2 separate regions of the Zea mays genome follow, and region 2 is linked to region 1. A link is a contact called in public Hi-C data. All regions are on one chromosome and are shown on one strand. Each heading gives the region's core, a stretch centred on a gene start, on an enhancer-like site or on the middle of the called end of the contact. The rest is flanking DNA. Distances are from core to core; before and after follow the strand shown. Region 1 holds the start of LOC100276162. Region 2 holds the start of LOC100193732 (2-oxoglutarate (2OG) and Fe(II)-dependent oxygenase superfamily protein).

Evidence for each region. A called contact is a pair of places that touch in the nucleus more often than the background predicts.
Region 2: a Hi-C map of tassel shows a contact between it and region 1, with 2.2 times the contacts expected there. The contact joins the promoter of LOC100193732 here to the promoter of LOC100276162 in region 1. A contact is called at or near these places in 2 of 25 Hi-C or Micro-C datasets (leaf and tassel).

The regions. Positions count from the first base shown.
Region 1 is chr2:207,532,981-207,535,835 of Zm-B73-REFERENCE-NAM-5.0, forward strand. It overlaps LOC100276162, which reads right to left and starts at 1,475. Exons shown (of 3, transcript NM_001360977.1): 1 at 1,305-1,475; 2 at 787-924. The coding sequence starts at 1,395.
Region 2 is chr2:207,848,574-207,851,684 of Zm-B73-REFERENCE-NAM-5.0, forward strand. LOC100193732 (2-oxoglutarate (2OG) and Fe(II)-dependent oxygenase superfamily protein) reads right to left here and starts at 1,477. Exons shown (of 4, transcript NM_001138820.2): 1 at 1,087-1,477; 2 at 1-1,007. The coding sequence starts at 754.

The sequences.
Region 1 (2,855 bases), core at 225-2,724:
CTATACACAAGGAGATGTTAGTTTAAAAGGTCAAGAAATGCCCAAGGAGGATAACTTCCGTTATTTAGGATCAATGCTACGGAGAGATAGAGAGATAGGGGTATTGATTAGATGTTAGCCATAAAACAAAGCATGATGGAGGAAGTGGCACCAAACATTTGGCGTCTATGCAACCAGAGCATATCACGCAAACTAAAAGGAAACTTTTATATGACAGCAATTAGACCTGTTACATTGCATGGTGCAGGATATTAGGCTAAAAAGGCATCATGTTCAACGTTCAACAGATAATAAGTGTTGCGGAAATGTGTATATTATGTTGGATTTGTGGCTATATAAGAAGGGATCGAGTCCGAAATGATGATATACATGGGTACAGGTAGCACCAAATTGAAAAAAAAAGATTGTACAACATCAATTGAGATTGTTTGAATATATCCGATGTAGACCTCCAGAGACACCAATATATAGTGGGATACTAATACATGATAGTAATAGGAAGAGAGATAGGAGAAGACCGAAGTTAATATGGAAAGAGGAGACTAGAAAAGATGGAATATACTAAAGATCTAACTCTGAACAGAAATGAATAGAGAACAGCTATCGACGTGTATAAACCCTTAATTTGTGGCTTCAAACGATGATATACATGAGTACAGGTAGCACCAATTGAAAAAAAGTTTGTCCAACACCAATTGAGATTGTTTGGATATATCCGATGTAGACTTCTAACTTGGGCAAAGTCTTTGCTGTTGTTAAGATGCCATAAGCAAGTTAGCACTGTACCAATGTAGCGTTGCTCGTTGGCTAGCCTGGCGCGCTCAAGCATCTTGTCGAGGTCCTCCTTGAGCTTCTCGTCAAATTTTACCAGCTGGTTCACAAATACTGCACCGAGACCCATCCCCAACACATGCTCCCAAGGATCTATAACAATTTAGACACAATAAGCACGTGAGAATGAATCATCATATCTAAAAGGAGACTGGTACAAAGCACATACTGAAATCATGAATGGTAGGGTGGAATAGGGACCAAAGGGGTATCTCTTCGGCAGTATTGCCTCCTAAATCACGAAGAAATGGACTTCAACCCCAAAAAACAAGAACCATATCGCATCTAGGATCCCAAAGACCAAGGAAGGCGCCCAGACCAGACGAAACACCACGAGGGCAGGTGGAAATATCGCAGATCAGACGGAAATGGGGCGCCAGGACGACTCACGGAGCGCGGGACGCAATGCGTGATCAAGAAACGGAGAAATGAACAGGGGAATAGGAGAAAGGGAAGGGGAGAAAGGGATATACGGCGCATGTAGGGAAGCTTGCGGAGGGCGTTGGAGTACATCTGAGTGCCCAGTCCCAGGAGGGCGCCGATGATCGTCGGCGTCGCCGGCATCCTGCTGTTCTCCTGTCTCCTCGGGGCGAGGCTGCGGCGGTGGGGTGGACGACTGGACGGCAAGGTCGGGGAGAGTGCTGTGGGGACTTGTGAGTTGTGGCCGGAGAGGGACCTTCCTATCTGTTGGACTTCGTTGCTCTAGCCTGTGTGGGCCGCCAGTTGCGTAGGTCCAACGAGGGTGTGGTGCAGGCCGGAGAGCAAGAAGCCCATTGTGCTAAATACATGTTGCCCCAATTTGGCATTCGCAACTTCATTTGGTTTGCAATTTCCTCAGCATCGTTTTTAGTGTTCTTTTAAATAAACAGGGGCGTTGTGTTGTACTCCTTTACATCTAAATAAATATAAATATAAGATCTGTATCAGCCAAACTAACTAAAGTTTAACCAAAATTATATTGAATAGTGTTAATATTTATATCGTCAACTAAATTTATCATATTTGCTATTTAAAATATGATAGTTGTATAATTTAGATATAGAACATACTATCAAAAAAGGAAAATATTTTTTATACTAATCGCTTGTTTATTTTCTTTTTCCCAGAACTAGCTGACTAGCATATGACTCGTACTAACGCTATAATTCAACAACAGCAGAGAGAAAGGGTCGACAGCTACGGTGGTGACACGAGTGAGGGGACGCGGGGGTAGAGGGAGGGGAAGGCTGGGACTTCGAATGGGGGTAGTGGGGGATGAGGGATGAGAAATGATTTAAATAATATTGTACATTGGATTTGAGTGAACGAGATAAAAGAGTTATCTAGCGATTTGAATTATTGATTTTGATGTTGTGTTAAGTATAAGTGCAATTTGTCTAATGGATTTAATAAAAGTTATTGATGCGGGTGATTTGATTGGGTGGGTTTGTAAAATTTAAACTGGATCATAGTGGTATTCCGCATCCTCGGCAACCGGTACTTACGGCAATACTTCTTGCCGTCTCTCACTCTCTCTTGTTCCCGGCGAACTGGTGAGCTAGTGTGATTCACCGCGGTCGGTTATCTGAAACTTTATCTTGATTACTTACACACACTCATTATTATTTGTTGGTTTCTTCTCCGTGTGGTCGTCCATAAGCTAGCTCATCTGAAATTTTATCTTTAATTTGCAAGCAATCTAGTAACGAACTGCTGCAGCAGAAATCACACTTCTGCGCGCACTCAACTCATGCAAGAGGAACAAGTCTCAGTTACCAGCTGGCAGCAACACCATATACGTTTCAGCCTTTTAGTGCAGCCCTAGCAGCAAGAAATGCACTGTGCAAGGAACGTTGTTGAATTTTGTCAATTTATGCAGAGGCACACACAAAGTTTCTCCAACAACAAAAAAAATGCACTCTTCATATACTACTTGCAACAACACCTTAATTTGGTATCTTATCCAAGTATATGTGCACAATACCCTATATTATATTAGTATAATTCTGTCTTGCAAAGGATCTATATATATGTGTGTGTTATTT
Region 2 (3,111 bases), core at 227-2,726, 320 kb after region 1:
AGACAATAACATCATGTGGACCAATATCTCCATCAACAAGAATCCAGTGTCCATGTAAGTCTTTAATATATAGACCTGACATATCTGACTTAACTAGGGTAAGCAAAGTCTTATCAATCTGTTGCTCCTGCTCAGAAAACATGAGCAAGTGACCATTATCTTGAGAAGCAATGCTATGCTGATGTCCTCCTTCAAGCGATGGCCTTGAATGACAACATGCTGAAAGAACAGAAGATGATACTTCCTGGCTTCTCAAGGGTATGTTGTCGAGTATCTCAGTAAATGCACAGCTACGTAAATTCAATGAGAAACTGATTGCGTCCAATATATCTCGAGAAACTTTACCCAGCACCGAAAATATGTCAGGCAAACCTGATGGAGGTAATTCCATTTCACCGCTGGGATCAGTTGCAGTAATACCAGGCCTGTAATCATACATTTCCAGACACATCTGAGAATCAACATAGTAACCAGAGGTCTTGCACCATTCACGGGAATCATCCGAGTGTACAGCCTCATTTGAATTATACCCTCGCTGGTGGAAGAAAAAGCGAGCCGAGTCCAAACCTGACCTCAACAAGGCACCATCAGCTGGTGACAGCTGAATGATGGCTGCCGAATATTGAGCGAGTGACTGCATCAGAGTCGACACACACATCTTATAGCTGTCAGAAGGAAGGCCCTCAGAGGCCATTAGATCAACGAGATGCACACGGCCAAGTGATGCAAGAATATTTTCTGCTGCATCATCCATTAGAATTGATGACGCTTGAGGATGTCTAGTTCAGTTCGGTGGAAGGGCGGGCTTGGGGTATGCGGGTTCACTCCCAGTCTTAAGTTGGAGTACAAGGCACTCCAAATCCCCAATACATCTTATGGAGTCAAGTAAGATCGATCTCGATCTTGCAGGCGCTAAATAGGGGTACTGATCAAATAAGAACAATGTCTGAATGGACCCAAGCACCGACGACGTCACGCGGACGCGGCTACCAAATATGCGCGACTACCTGCGTGGAGGAAGAAGAAAATTGAGATTTAGACAATCCGCAGAACAAAGATCCATCCAAGAAAGCAAGGGTTCCTTACCAAGCAAAGAAGAAACCACTCAGGTCAGGATGGATCCCCATTCCACTCGAGCCAAGCAGAGTAGGAGGACTGTAGCGACTAGCGAGAAGGACACGAGGAGGAACTGGTGACCTCGGCGAAGGAGAGGCTATCTACGATGGACAAGAACCCGACGGGAAGAGAAGGGAGGAGCGACCTGGTGCCTGGACCTGGAGGTTGGAGCAGCGGCGGACCTACCAATAGGGGATATAGGGAGGTATTACCCAACTCCGGCAGCTAAGACCCTCCACTCCTCAACTTTTCCGGTGAGATCCGGTCGCAGCCGTGTTGTTTTCTGTCGAGCGCCGCCTGCAGTCGCTGCTGCTGCATCGAGCGGAGGAAGCCGGACGAGGACGCGCTGAGGAAGGCGAAGGGGTACGCGTGGTTGGGCCGACTGGCCCATCAACCGCAGCCGCAGTCCGCAGCTGCTAGCGACGCAGACGCCGGTCCGCTGGTCTGACCGGTTGGCGCGCCAGTTGGGCCTTGTGGGTGGGTTGGGTTGTGTTTCAGCGAAAATAAATATGAACTAAAAAATATGAGCCCAATTGTGAAAAACGATTAGATGAAGTATGGTTGGAAGGAAAAAAAACACAATCTTCGGTTTCACTTCCGTGTTTTCTTAACATTTTCATTTTATTATTTTCATAATCATAAATCGTATAATCGGATAAAGAACTTGTTTACTGGTTAAGCGGCATATGATGAATTTTGGATCTCTTGAGTCAAAGGAGAAAATAATCATATCAAAAGCACATGGGCAATTCAAAATTCGACTAGAAGAAATATACATATCGTTTTGTTTTTTTACCGCTTTTGCTTTTTTCCCTCAGAGTAGATGAAAAAAATCAAAAAAGCAAAACATATTTCTTTTCTGTACCGTAATTTCACAGAGTGACAGACAAGTTAAGACAACGATGCATTTTTTATTTGGCCACTGTAATTCTTGAACCAATGTTGCAATAGTAGGCCTCAAACTAGAGTCAAATATTTCCCTCATGATTCCTCGTACGGAGTGGTGTTAATGAATCACGATCTAAATATCTCTTCACAATAAGTTAGGCACTTAACTAATTTTAGTTCAAAAATAAATTTTATAGTGTAAAATTTTATAGTGTAAAATTTAGAGTCCATTACCACCCCTACTCATAGATCTTTTTGACCTTAGGAATGAGCCGACTATCAATCTGTATAGGTTAGGCGCATAATTTGTGTGCTAGTGAGGTAGAGGAGGGAGAGATGTCATGTTTGTTTCAGCTTTTTCCAGCTTCTGCCCACCAAAAGATGCTGCGTATTATCAAACACCCCAACTTTTTAGCCCGCTTCTACAAGAATTGTTTTGGTAAAAACCGTTCAAAATCAACATGAACACAAAATTGGTCGAGTTGTCACGATAGAAGAAATCCATCCCTTTCTAAATTCTAAACCCTATGGACCACTTCATCTTACTTTACAAGTAATCCTCATGATACTCAGATTCTCTCCACAGCCAGATTATCAGAAAAAGTTAGTCAGCAAAAAACCGAACCAAACCTACCCATAATATGAGGACCATACCTTTGGGACCTTGGTGGACGACGCTCGTAATGGTTGTCGGGGGTCGCAAATGGGTTTGGAAGCTGTGCACCTACTCATCTCTCCTCCTTGTGTGTTTGGACATTAGGGTGGAATGTCATTGGTAGACAATAGAACTATTAGGATCTACAAGTGTCGATGTTTATGACCCGCTTGCGCATCACGGAGTGTTCCTGCACTCCCGCCCGAGGTCAGCCTTGGGTGTGGGGGACAGATATCCCCCGGGTCCACTAGAAGGATGAAAGACCTCACGAAAGGCCCAAGGGCCCCATAATTCGTAAGGTCATCCCCTAGTGGGCCTGGGAGGAATGACTAGTGGGACGGATCAGCACAAGGCCGGGTCGGCGCAAGCCCAGACGACCCAACAAATTTGAGCAGTAATCGCAATAGTGACCCGACCTTCCCACGCAGGGGCCCCGTACATCGGAACTGAGC